2 separate regions of the Mus musculus genome follow, and region 2 is linked to region 1. Evidence: chromatin contacts called from public HiChIP or PLAC-seq data. All regions are on one chromosome and are shown on one strand. Each heading gives the region's core, a stretch centred on a gene start, on an enhancer-like site or on the middle of the called end of the contact. The rest is flanking DNA. Distances are from core to core; before and after follow the strand shown. Region 1 has its middle 20 kb from the start of Samd7. Region 2 overlaps Mynn (myoneurin).

Evidence for each region. HiChIP or PLAC-seq counts read pairs in DNA pulled down with a chosen protein or histone mark.
Region 2: a contact with region 1 is called in an H3K27ac HiChIP or PLAC-seq map of embryonic stem cells, with 9 read pairs. The contact joins two enhancer-like sites. A contact is called at or near these places in 3 of 15 datasets of contacts at CTCF or cohesin (all in embryonic stem cells), 35 of 484 Hi-C or Micro-C datasets (the G1E-ER4 cell line, embryonic stem cells, induced pluripotent stem cells and 1 more), 8 of 115 datasets of contacts at active chromatin or transcription factors (all in embryonic stem cells) and 1 of 9 other capture datasets (embryonic stem cells).

What each region holds. Positions count from the first base shown.
Region 1 is chr3:30,722,537-30,729,323 of GRCm38.p6, reverse strand. No RefSeq gene overlaps it. Among named protein-coding and RNA genes, the nearest start is that of Samd7, 20 kb to the left of the region's middle. Within about 2 kb of position 4,688, at least 15 of the 459 cell types and tissues checked have an H3K27ac peak or open chromatin away from gene starts, as enhancers often do. A contact at or near this core is called in embryonic stem cells and induced pluripotent stem cells, where this site is marked.
Region 2 is chr3:30,618,391-30,625,551 of GRCm38.p6, reverse strand. Mynn (myoneurin) reads right to left here. Exons shown (of 8, transcript NM_030557.3): 8 at 5,679-7,161. Lrrc34 (leucine rich repeat containing 34) reads left to right here. Exons shown (of 11, transcript NM_027941.1): 11 at 650-1,285. The coding sequence ends at 853. Among named protein-coding and RNA genes, the nearest start is that of Mynn, 20 kb to the right of the region's middle. Within about 2 kb of position 5,206, at least 31 of the 459 cell types and tissues checked have an H3K27ac peak or open chromatin away from gene starts, as enhancers often do. A contact at or near this core is called in embryonic stem cells and induced pluripotent stem cells, where this site is marked.

The DNA.
Region 1 (6,787 bases), core at 3,439-5,938:
GATGGTAATAGCCACAAACTAGGCCACCTAAAGCCAGAGCAGGTGTCATTAATCCTAGCAGTGCTGAGAAAGCGCCAGGAGCAAGGGGGATGGGTTATTTTGGAGACTACTGGCAAACCAGGAGATTTGAGACCTTGTGACCCAGGAACCTGTCTGGAAAGCTAGTGTAGCTGCCCTAAGTAGGTACAGGGAGATCAGCACCGCGGTTGAATCATGTCTCTCCCCATCTGTAAGCTGAAATCCTAACACCTAGCATCTTAGTCTGTGGCTAAGTGTGCTTTAGTGTGTGTTGGGAGATAGTGTGTTGATTGACATGATGCAGTTAAGAGTATTGTGATGTTTAGATTTGTCTACTTGACACAACTTAGCATCACCTGGGAGGGAGTCTCCGTGAGGCCTTGTCTACATTGCGTTGGCCTGTGGGCTTGCTTCTCTGTGGGGGATTGTCTTAACTAAAGTTAATTGATGTGGAACAACTTAGCCCACTGTGGGTAATACCATTCCCTAGAACTGTAAAAGACTGTGTTTAAATATGCCTGAAATAAACTACCAGCTACTGAGTCGTGTTGAAGTGGACTTCTTTCCTCACGAGGTTGGGTCCTCTGCTGTCCATGGTGTTTCTGGAGACCTCCCCCATGGTTTTATATATCATTTCTTTTAAGTGGGAGTTCTAAAGTATAAGACCAGAGAAATTGAGCCGAGCAGAAGGAAGGAAGTACGTGGGTATCCATTCTTGTTGCTTCTGGCTGTGGATGTGACCAGGTGCTGCAAGTTCCTGCAGCCTTGACTTGCCCTCAGCGATGGATCGGAACCTGGAATTATGAGACAAATAAACCTTTCCCTCCTAAGTTGCCTTTTGTCAGGTTAGTTTATCACAACACCAGAAATTAAACTCTGACTATAAAGTTATTAGACTGGGTAGTAATGACTGATGTCTATCAAAATAAAGTTTGGAGACAGATGCATACAAGAGAACGTTGCCACCTGGCTCTGAAGAAGGGACATGCCTATACACCAATGAACACAGAAGACTGTTAGCCAACCTCTACCAGCTACAGTCCCCGGGGCACATTTCCTTCCTTCCCAGGCCACAGAAGGAACCAACCCCGATTATGAATTGTAAGCTTCTAGAAAGACACAATAAGCCCTCGTTTTATAAGCCACTGATTCGCCATACTTCGTTACAGTTGCCAAAAGTTCTCACAGCATAAGGTCCTGGGGTGCTTTATTGATAATATTAATATACCAGTTGGATAACATCTCCCATGACTGTGACAAGGCCTTTTAAATGAATATTCAGTGTCTGATCTATGTTCTGGCTCACAGACCTCCAGTCTAGTCCAAAAGATAAAATCCATTCAGTGAGAGATGTTGTCTTTAAAATTAGATAGAAAGCCACAGAAGACTTCTTCTTCTTCTTCTTCTTCTTCTTCTTCTTCTTCTTCTTCTTCTTCTTCTTCTTCTTCTTCTTCTTCTTCTTCTTCTCCTCCTCCTCCTCCTCCTCCTCCTCCTCCTCCTCCTCCTCCTCCTCCTCCTCCTCCTTCTTCTTCTTCTTCTTTCTTCTCCTTCTCCTTCTCCTTCTCCTTCTCCTTTGCTTTGCCCAGGACATCCATTGTAGAAAGGAAAATTGAACAGTACTGAGTGCTTTTGGTTAAATACTGTTCCAGAATGGTGAGGTGCTATGTGTGTGACATTCTGACATTTGGTGAGGCTATAGCTGGCTTCTCTAATAAGTGTATGTATGTAGGCGTACTGACCTGGACTTGTGTGCACATGCGGGTTTATGTGTTAAGTGCGGTTATGCATGTCATAGTGCACATGTGGAGGTCAGAGGACAACTTTCAGAAGTCATTTCTCCCTTCCACTGTGGGTTCTAGGGTCAGCTGAGGTCAGCAGGCTGGCCTTGCAAGTGAGGTGCCTACTGAGTCATTTCTCTTCTGTTGACATTTCCTCAGATATGAAATCACAGCAGAGGCTCATAGGTCCTTTCAACCTAGTTTTTGTTCTGTCTCTGGCAGAGAGCCTCTGAGGAGTATATTTCCTGGTGTGTGGTTTAGGAAGCTTGCTACTGGGTATTAGCCATTAAATACGTTTTTAATAGCCAATTTTTTTCTGCTCATTGTTCATGTCACTGTGTTACATAGGACATTGTCATACATATGTACATGTGCTGCACATTGGTCATATCCCCCCATAGATGCTCCCCTCCAGCCTTCTCCTCCCACTACTGATCTGTCTTTTTTTCTACTTTCTTGCTATATATGCTGATATGATTTCCTGTAGCTATGTAAACTCTGAGAATCCTGAGTGAGATAAAAAAAATATGCTACTATTTGTCTCTCTCTCTCTCTTTTTTTGAGACTGGCTTAACTTAATTAATACTATTATCTCTAGTTGTATTGCTTTCCTACCAGTGACATAACGTTTTCTGCATTATGGCTGGAAAACATCGGTAGTGTATATGCTCCACATTCTTGTTATCCACTCCCCTGTTGCTAGACACTGGCCGGTTCCATAACTGGGCTATTGTGGGTAAGCTACAGTGAAGGCTGATGTTCAAGTGTTCCTGGTGTGTGTTAGGTGCATGGCCAGCTGTGGCATTGTTGTGTCATATGGTAGGTCTGACTCCAGGTTTTTGAGAAAACTCCGTGCTGATTTCTGCAGTTGCCAGGCAAGTTCACATTCCCATCTGTAGCACATAAGGGTCCCTTTTTGTCAACCTCCCTGACAGCACTGGCTGCCGTTTTCTTGGTGGCTGCTATTCTGATTGAGGTGAGGTGGAATCTCAGTGTAGATCTTATTTGCATTTCTCTGACAGCTAGTGGGGTTGAATGTTTTTGGCTATTTGTATTTCATCCTATGAGAACTGTCTGTTAGTTGCATTAGTCCATTTATTCATTGTTTGTTTGTTTGTTTGTTTGTTTCTTGCTGAAAACTCTACTTTTCTTATGGATAATTTCAAACACATACTAAAGGAAACAAATTACAGCCATGAAGTGGAATGTAAAAAAATTATGTTGCTACACCAATCACAAACCCAGGTACACTCTTGTCTCTTTTATAAATCTGCCTTTGTCTCCTGACACCATGGATTATATAGAAGCAAATGCCAGTCAAAATAGCATTTCATGCAGATATTTTAGAATGAGTGTCTTATAAGTGTGATATTCATATACAAAAAGCCCCACACTATCATAAAACCATGCCAATCTAAAGTCCTCTCAACACCTCGTCAGCTTCAAATCACCCTGCTTCTCAGATTTTATTTTGTTTTACTTTTTTAAACTTATTTTTTATTAGGTATTTTCTTCATTTACATTTCAAAGCTATCCCAAAAGTCCCCCATACCCCACTCCCCACTCCCCTATCCACCCACTCCCACTTCTTGGCCCTGGCATTCCCCTGTACTGGGGCATATAAAGTTTGCAAGACCAAGGGGCCTCTCTTCCCAATGATGGACAACTAAGCCATCTTCTGATACATATGCAGCTAGAGACACTTTGTTTTACTTTTAAAGACTTATTTGTATTTATGTGTGTGTATGGCTTTGTGAATATACACAGCCATTTGCAGGGGAGAGGGTGTCAGGCGCTGCCAGAGGAGGGCGCTGTATCCTCAGAGTTGGAGTTAACAGGTGCTCGTGACCCCAGTGTGGATGCTGGGAGCTAAACTTAAGTCCCTTGCAAGAGCAGCCTATCGCTCCTAACCACTGAGCCGTCTCTCCAGCTCCTCGTATTGTTTTTAATAAAACTGGTTTGTTTGGATGAGGATCCCACAAAAATGTCTGTGATTTACCGTTGGTGTATGTTTCTTGAGTTTCTTTTAAACCCTTGTGTTTTGTTTTTTTCCTTTTCTCTTTCTTCCTCTTTTTCCTTGAAATGCAGTTAAAGCAGGTCATCTTTCCAACGAGTCTTCTGAAGTCCGATTTTACTTGTGGTAGCCCCGTGATGTTCTGAACACATGCCTCAGGCCCTTACATTTTCCCCAGACCTAGCTAATAGATTTCCGTGCTTGATCTGATTAGTTTGGATCTTACTTCATTTGAGAGACCGATATTTCAGGCTTCAGTACCCATGTCTGTGGGGAAAGAGAAACCGCTCTGGTATTCATAGCTGTCCGCATCCCCTTCTGCTGCTAACCTCTGTAAATAGCATATGTCTGGCTCTGGCTAACGCCAGAGGAGCTGGCCTTGAGTAGATGGCTTAAGGGTTAAGAGGTCCTGAGTTCAATTTCCAGCAACCACATGGTGGCTCATAGCCATTTGTAAAGGGATCTGATGCCCTCTTCTGGTGTGTCTGACGACAGCTACAGTGTACTCATGTACCTAAAATAAATAATTCTTTAAAAATTAAAAAGACAATCTCATGAACGTAGATACACTGTAAGCTTGTGCAATCCATATATGCTCTTAACCCTTAACCCTCTTTCTGGTCTCAGTCCCAGGCCACACTTTAAACAGTTGGACAGAGACAGGAGACTGCAAGTCTGGCCACTTGGGCTGATGGGAGATGGACACAGAAAGGGTATTGACAGAATTATCTCTGAAACACCAGAGGCGTTTTCCGAGTAGTTTTCACTGGCTCCTTCTGACTTAATGGCCATTGGGGAGTTAAAGGTGACTGTGACCCTGAGGAGCCTTTCTTGGGCTACTGCTTAGAGTCATGCTCTTTGATATGGAGATGGCCCTGATGGCTGGCTGTAAGTCAGGGCTGTCTCTTTTTGTTAAGGGAATGGAGCCTCATCATAGGTCAGTCTAGGAGAACAAACATTAGAGGAACTTTCTCGTTAACCCTAAACTTCAATGATATTACAGAATTGTCTTTTTTATACAGATTTCTAAAGCGCCTGGGCAATGCAACGCGGTCTCCAGTCCTGTTGGAGGCAGGACTCCTTTAGCCGCATTCTCCTTTGCGTAACTCTCTTAAGTAGACCCTTCATAGCATCAACTTTACTGCCTTAGGCTTCTATATCACCCATTCTTCTAGAGGCGGTGTGATTTAAAGGAGCTGGGTGTGTCATCCACCCATCACAAAGCCAGAGCGAGGGACATCCTGCTGAGGCCACAGCTCATCAGACCCAGTTACTTCTCAGACCACCCCCTCTCCTTCCCCACCCCTGTCTTCCAGTACCATCAGCACATATATTTGATGATTGTATTCCCAGTACCAGATACTCAGCCAATCTCAGCACAGCACACAGAAAAGTCTCATTTTCATATTAAAGAGTTGGTTCACTGATGACAAATTGATTTATTGTCAAAATTTCATTATACATTCATGTATTTTTATCTGATAGCGTTTAATTAGTCTTTGGCCATTTGAAGCTGTTTCAAATTGGGTTTTTCCCAAAGAAGCTCTTTAAAGTTCTTTTGTGGAGAAGGACACTAGATGGTCAGCTCATAGACCAGTAGGATACAAATGTTTAATTAAAAAAATTCCTAAAAGAAAACATTTTTCTTTTTGGACTGAGAATACAGATGAGTTGCAGAGAGTTCTTGCCTAGCATGTTTGAGGCCCTAAGTTCAATTCCCAACACTGTGAACTATGCATGCACATTTCACACACACACATACACACACACACACACACACACACACACACACACACATTTGAAGAATGAATCTCTTCATTATATCTACATGAATACATTTATATATTCATAAATCACAGTCTACCCTGTGACTTACTATGTTATGCACATTCTGAACTATCCCGAAAGATTTTAAGTTATGAGGTCAAGATTAAATCATGTTTTAAAAATAGCCGTTTCTTCTGAGGACACTGGGGCCTTCGCTCTCCCTCCGCAGTAGTGCAGAAAGAAAAATCTCGGCCATGGGGGGCAGCTCCACCCACCTTTGCCTGGTGAGAGGCCAGTTGTCATAAAAGGGACCAGACTGCCAGCCTCCTCTGGAGCCTGGAGCTCTCAGCTGTCTCTCCTGCCAAGAGACAGCTGAGATCCCTAAAGCATCCTGGCCCCCTACCAGCCTCTATAAACATCCGGCAACTTAGTGAGCAGGCCTGATATGAATTGCTGCTCTAAGGCCCCCTGTGGCTGGCTTCACATGTGTGGGACCAGAATATTGCCTCTCTCTGAGAAGGAAACATTTGAAATTGGACAAGTTTGACCTCTTTAAAATGAATTAAGACAGAAAGTCACCAAGAGAAGACAATTCTTCTTTCTATGTTGGTGACTGATGCTGAGGAAGAAACGAATGGGGTCAGCAAGATGGCTCAGTAAGCTAAAGCACTTGTCACCAAGCCTTCCTGGCCTGAGTTCAATTCCCAGGTCTCACATGATGAAAGGAGAGAGCTGACTCCTGCAAGTTGCCCTCTGACCTCCATACGTGAGCACCCCACCCCCCACCCCCGTGCACACACACACACACACTCTGCACAAATAAGATGAACAAAGTTCAGAGGATGACAAAGGAAGGGTCTGTGTAAGAAATCTGGTTGAGGAAAAATGTCCAGATACCACAAGATTTAGTTCCACAGAGGTAGCATATTCTTCTATGCACGTCTGTGTTCATCAATTTAGACCATCATGGAAGAGGGTGGAGGGATGACTTAAGAGCACTGGCTGTTCTTCAAGAGGACTTGGGTTGCATTCCCATCAACCATGCGGTAGTTTTGTAATTACCATTTGCAACTCCAGTCCCAGGGGATTCAATGCCCTCTTCTGGCCTCTGTGGGCCCTACATGCATGTGGCACACCAACATAATGCAGGCAGAACTCCCATCCATGTAAAATAAAAATGAAGGAAAAGAATGAGTAAAAGTGAGAGAAA
Region 2 (7,161 bases), core at 3,957-6,456, 100 kb after region 1:
TGGCCCAGCATAATTCTTTTTTAAAAGTAAATTTCCATATAGACTTCAAGGGATTCATCAACTAATTTCCATATGGAACTGTTGGTTTGTTTTGAGATGTGAGTCCATACTGACCATCAGAGTTGACAGAAGAGGACTACAGCTCAGCTGGTCTTGAGTTCAGTCGTCCTCTTGCCTCAGTTCTGCATGCTTAAAACACAGGCACGCGCCAACACATAAGGTCTCCACTCTTAATACAGGCACGCACCAACACATAAGGTCTCCACTCTTAAAATACAGGCACGCACCAACACATAAGGTCTCCACTCTGCCCAATACTTAAGAGAACTTGAAAAATCTGACCATCAGCCACACCAGGGTATTACTGAGGATTAACGCAGATTCACAAAGGGATTTACATATGAAAAACATACCTTATGTTAGAACTTAAAAATTGGTTTTATAATATTATACTTTCATTATGTATAAATAAATAAATAACAATTTACCTATAATATCTGGAATAATACTAAAACTCAGCAATGTTATTAAGAGTACTTTATTTTAACCTACAAAATAACAGTTAAATTGAATATTTATTTGAACAGTCACTATAAACTGAATAAATTATTCTTAATGACTGTTTTTTTTCTTTTTCTAAAAATCCTAGGCATATTCAGATTTGATAAAGAGTGGCCGACTAAAGCCAGATAATACAGATGTGGAACCGTATATGGTGGACGAACATATTTACCTTTCAGAAGTCTCCAACGGCCTTAAAAGGCATTATTACTGGGCACCGACTTATGGAGAAACTTACATGCCGTCATCTTCCGCAGGCTTTGCTCTTGTTCCTGTGGGCGAACATCTATAAGAAGCTTGAAAACAGTTTTCATACATTCATCTCAACACTTTTGGAGACTAATATTTTGTAGACTATTTTTTTCTTTTGTAAATCAGAACAAATTATTTTTATCAAAGTATAAAATTTTGTGTACTTGTTCTCGAGAAAAAGCTGATTCTTAACATAGAGACTAAAATATCAACCCTGAAACAAGCCACAGAACTATAGTAGTTCTTTTTGTAATGAAAAACGAACACAAAAACCAAAGAAAAGTAAAGTCACTACAGATATCTTAACCAAATGATATGGCAGATTTGCTTTGCAGCTGGCAAGTTTACAGTGGATTTTGAGAGAGATCAAAGTTCAGAAGTCAAAAAGTATTCCACATAGACGTTTAGACATTACAGACAGGTGCTAATAATTTCACAAAAGCAAGAAAATAAAGCTTCCTTGAACAGACAATGACTGTCTTGAGTTTAGATATCCTTTCTTCGTCTGGCTCTTCTTGATCCAATATTGATGGCGTCCCTCATGCTATTCGGTGTAGCTGTAGTCTGCTTCTCACTGCCTTGAGGCAGTGTTCCATCCTATGTTGGGTAAGAGTCTACAGGGTTCTGGAAGGAGATGGACTTTTAGGATTATACATTCAAGTCCCTCAGCAATGCAGTTTGCTTTCTCAGTCTACTCCTGTATGATATAGTAGGGCCCAAATGCTCCTATTTTCTTCCAAGAGGATGTGTAGAAGATGGCTGAAGGACCAGCAGTAAGCCTGTCTGAGCCTGCAGTGGCAGGCATGTGACCAGTCTGTGTGTGCACCTATCCTGGGCTCCTACCACCTGTGTCTCCATGGTAACACATGTCCACACTTAACTGAGGTGAGGCCAGCTTAGCAGACAACTACTGGTTCTGACAATGGTAGGGAAAGTTTGATGATACAATGTGACAGGCCATTATTTACTGCCTCAGAGGCCAGCAGAATGCTTAGATCCATTTATTCTGATGCCATTATATCATATAGTCACAGATCATATTATACTAATAATGCTTCAACTCTGAAAGCAAAATTCAGTGGCACACTTTTAAAACACTTGATGATAAAGATGAAACAGCCATGGCTGAGAAACACTTAACAAAATTCTAAACACCCTTAGTCATCGGGGAGATGCAAATGGAAATGGCTTTGGGGGTTGCATCTTACAGCAAGATCAATAAAACAAACGCAGCTCATCCTGATGAGGATGTGGGATAAGGGGAACAGCACTCCTGGCTGGTGGAAGGGCAACCTTTTCACAATTACTAGGAAATCAGTGTGATGGGACCTCAGGAGGCTGCAGATATAGCTCAAGTCCAAGTAGTAACATTTGGGCATATACCCAAAGGACTCTATATCCTACCATAGAGACATTTACTCCACCACAGACAATGAAAATACTGTATAGCTGTTAAAATTATAAAATTCCCATGAGGTAGGAAAAAAAAAAAAAACCCAAGGGATTTAACTTAGTTTCAAAAGACCAAAGGGGTGCATTTTACCTTACATGTCATGTCTGCTATTCTGGTCAACCTGACTACATCTGAAATTAACTAGAGCTCACACAGGTGGCCACACCCAGGAGGGGGTTTTCTTGACTGGCTCACTGAAGTCAGAAGACCCTCCTTAAATCTGGGCCACACCACCAAGTGGCAGCTCATATATAGGACAAGGAGGAAAGTGATTTTGCTTTGTGCCTGCTTGCCCTCATTCCTGCTGGCAACTTCATTCCTTTACTGGTATTAGAGCCTACTTTTGGGGGGATTTCAAGATAAAAATTATTGATCAAAGCTTATAAGCCACTCAAATAAATCCCCCCCCCTCTCTCTCTTCCTCTCTCTCTCTCTCCTCTCTTTCTCACACACACACACACACACACACACACACACACACACACACACAGAGTCATTCTATCACTTGTTTTTCTGGTGAACCCTGACTGATACTATGTGGATGTCAGCTTTAAAGCCTGTGATATATATGCTACAATCCACAGAACCAGAGGCTCAGTACCTAGTAGGGGACGAGTGGGGGAGGAGAGGATCTAAGGAAGGGGAAGAGAAAACACTATTTTTTTTTTTAAGATTTATTTATTTATTATATGTAAGTACACTGTAGCTGTCTTCAGACACTCCAGAAGAGGGCATCAGATTTCGTTATGGATGGTTGTGAGCCACCATGTGGTTGCTGGGATTTGAACTCGGGACCTTCAGAAGAGCAGTCGGCGCTCTTAACCACTGAGCCATCTCGCCAGCCCCGAGAAAACACTATTAAGAGAAGGAGGCAGAACATGACTGAAGTAGAGAGCTAAACAGGAAGGCGTGAGGAGAGGATCAAGAAGGTAGTATGGTGAGGGACAACCAACATTGGAGGCATTTGGAAACCCACTACTGTAGGAACTTCTAAAATATATTCCTATGTCAAAGAAATCTAAAAGCACTCCCTCAACGTGGGGCAGACAATGCTCCAGCTAGACATTTTCCACCACCAAGTGAAACCTCCAGTGCCAGGATTGGGTCACACCTAATTCAGTGTTGTCCAAAGGGCCCCATGGAGACCCTCAAACAATTCAAGCTATTGCCAAAGACTATTGATTGCTTTCCACAAACGGATGGCAAGACCTTATTGGTGAAGACAACACAGATCTCCTGGAACACAAGCCTAGCTGGTACCTGACTAGAGGTTTTAAGGTACTCTGCACAATACTTGAGGAGAAAGGTGACCAATACAGGCAAAACCTTTGATCTCCAGCAGTAGCCTGCCTGCACAGTATGGTAGTGCAATTGTGGCACAGAGTGAGGAGAAACCAATTACTCTGACTGAATTTAAGACAGTTCTCATCTTGTGAGCTGCAACTTCTTTGGGGTCAAATGACCCTTTCACAGGGGTTGCCTAAGACCATCAAAAACCACAGACTATAATTCATAACAGTAGCAAAATTGAATGAAGTAGCAACAAAATAATTGTATAATTGGGGGTCACTACAACGTGAGGAACTGTACTAAAGGATCATAGCATTGGTAAAGCTGTGAACCACTGAGTTAAGACCCACTTCATAAGATGGAATTCATTCCTGACACAACTTGAGACTAGACAGGCCACGGGCCCAAGGTAAACCCAAATTATATGTTTCTGTTAAAGAAACATAGCAATAAAATGCTTTCTAATAACATTCTACTACCACCCCATATATCAGTGCATCTTATATCACTCAGCCATAATCAGAGAAGCTGCTTCTTGAAGAAGCTGCAAACTAACACAGAGACCCACAACTGGACAATGGGATTTTGGACCACAGTCCTAAATGGGATGTCTTCATCAAGCCCACCTGTTAAGGCTCGGAGAGCCAAGTAGAAGAGGACAGAAAGATTGTAAGAGCCAGAGGGGATGGAGGACTCCAAGGGAATAGTATCCTCCAGACACAATAGGACTGAGGCACATAAGAATTCTAAGGCTGTGGTAGCACACCCAGAGCTTGCATAAGTTAAAGTCAGACAGGGTCCCGGTGGGGACAGAGGGAAAGAGATCTAGACTCCCACCCCTCACCAAGAAGCAATCTGCTATCCACATCTACTTGTGAAGGAAAAAATTAGTTTTTCCAGTGGAGTATAGCTCGATATATTCGCCACACTTCAGGATAGGCCTCGTGCCCTATGGCCAACACAGAAAGAACAGAATCGTTTGTTTGCCTGTTTGTTTTTTAAAGAGAGAAAGGGTCAGAGTTGGCTATGGGTGGGGAGGTGTAGAGGATCTGGGAGGAGCTGGGGGACCGGAAAATCTTGACCAGAATACAATGTATGCAAAGATAGATAAAGCCCTGACAAGGCTGACCTCCACAGGCTCATTTCCATACTATTGTATGAAACTGTGTCCCCTTGTCTTCAAATTTACTGGTCTAAGACGCAATCCTTTCTTAAAACACCAGCTTTCTCCAGTACTCTTGACTTTTCTCACTGACTTTCTGGCCAATTCCGCAGGACCTTTTCATTTACACCTTACTTAACACTGCAGCATTCCACAGCTCAAATTCTTGAGAATATGACCCAGCAGTCTAAGAACTGCTTTTCTGAAGTAAGTCACCTGAGGTCACCTGTATGGAATCACGTTACAAACCTGGGAGTCTAATTTCTGCCTTTCCGCCATCAACTACGGTAGGACGTGACCACACGGGCTATAAATGCGGCCCAGCGAATTCAGGCTGTGCATGCAAGTCAGCGTGGCTGCTGGGTTACACATTTCTGACTGTTACCTCATTCTTTCTCTTTAGATACTTTCTGCATTCTGCCTAGCTCCTCTTCAGTCAGCCACATGTAACTTCCCTCAGTCACTTTCTTTGTCTACCCAGGTGAACGATGAATGGCCCTTTCTCTCTCCACTACTCGACTGCTCACACTTCCTTTTTGAACTTCCTGTGAGCCACCACCCAGCATTTCTGCTTATTTTACAGCTACTGATCTCGGCTTTCTCGCCTTTCTTCAAGTGGACAGAATTATCTTTGTACATTTCCTGGCAGGCACTATGTTTATATGATAAATCCTTAAACACAGCAAATCTTTTGTCAATAAGCAGAGGCAGGGGTTGAAGAAGGCAAAAGAAGACTACATCATGTCTCGAGGGATTACTGTAGAGAGTGGTACACAGCTATAAGCCAGGACGCAGGAGTCTGAGGCAGCACGATTACTGTGAACTCCACACTTAGGCTATTTAATAAATCCAATCTGAACAGAGTGATACATAATAAAACCTGCCTCAAGTAGAAAAGAAACAAAGAAATCAATGTCCTAATATCTCCATCTCATTGTTAGTCAAAATAGTGAGTGAAAATGCAGAATTCATCTTTTTATTTGGTGGTATTTTTAATTCAATAACAGATTAAAAATCTCCAGGTAAATGATAATATATATATATATATTCCAGAACGTCATTTCAAGTGCTTCTCAAAGACAGAGCACCAAGCAGTGCTTGGGAGGCAGCTCTCAGTGTTTGGTCCATGCTGAAATCAGCTACGAGGCTTCTCTATCAAATATCTGCCCCAGCACATCTGATTCAGCACAGCAAACTGGAGTGGGCATGGGTACTCTTATTAAACTCCAATCTGACAGAAGTAAAGACAGTACAACAATTAGCCTAGGATATTTTTAAAATTAGTGTAGAGAGTTAATTACCTACTTTAACTGCTTTGACATGTGCCATTTCTGTAAGATTAAAATGTAGAGAAATGATAAACTACTTTTTCAAAGAACTGACAGACCTTCAATCTTGAAGAAGCTTTTAAAATTGTCCACTGAAATGATCCTATGGAATTTAACATGAATACTATTTAACAGCAAATTTTATTTAATATATAATTACAATTCCCTCTTTAAAAAAGCTCTAAAGTAAAATAATAATACAAAATTAGAAAATACTTTCTAAGATATTCAGCATTTTAAAGAAAGTTTGAACACCTGCTATAACACTTAAATAATTAAGAAGCTTTGCTAAAACACTGCATCATAACAGAGTAGGTAAAGAACTTACCGCAGGGATTCTCTGTGTTAGAATGACTCCCAGATTCTCATAAAGTGCACGCACGTTAGAGTGAGTAGTAACAGCATAGCATTAAAAGAATAACATTCAGTCTCTGAGCTTTCGTCACAAATAACTCTGCAAGAGCAAATGACTAAACCAGTATCAATCTAAAATAATTTTAGATACGCAAGTAATACAAATTAAAAAAAAAAACAATCTGACCTACTTCAGATTCCACTTATATGAAATAATGCTGAAAGTAACAATTTAGAAGCTTTCAGATGCTAGTTAGCAAGTTGGGGATTGAGTGGCTTGGTGCTGCTGTGTTGTTAGGGGCTGTGCTGCTCGCCTGGGGAATGCGGGAGGAGGATGTGGGGGACAGAGCCACTTTAGGTTACACAGGAGTCCTAGGCCAGTCTGGACTGTGAACTGATACACCAACAAGACTATCATTACACTCTAGGAGACTGCACACAGCACATCATGACATCATGACAGCAGCTTTTGGAATCCTGTTTAATCTTCTTGCCTTAACTTCCCAGAATACTGTGATTATAGGTATGTGCGTGCCCACCTAACTACAGCACTTTAAAAAACTGTTCATTATATGCTTGGATTAATGCAGCTGTGATTTAAACATAGCCCCTCCACTTTGGCAAACTTGTTAAAAAGGGTTGAGTCTTAATTTCTTTTTCAGTTTTGTTATATTCCAGTAAATTTTTATTGATTTTAACCAGAAAAAGATTAGCTGAACATTTTATACCTTACAAATTTTATTCAAACTCAGTATGTTCAT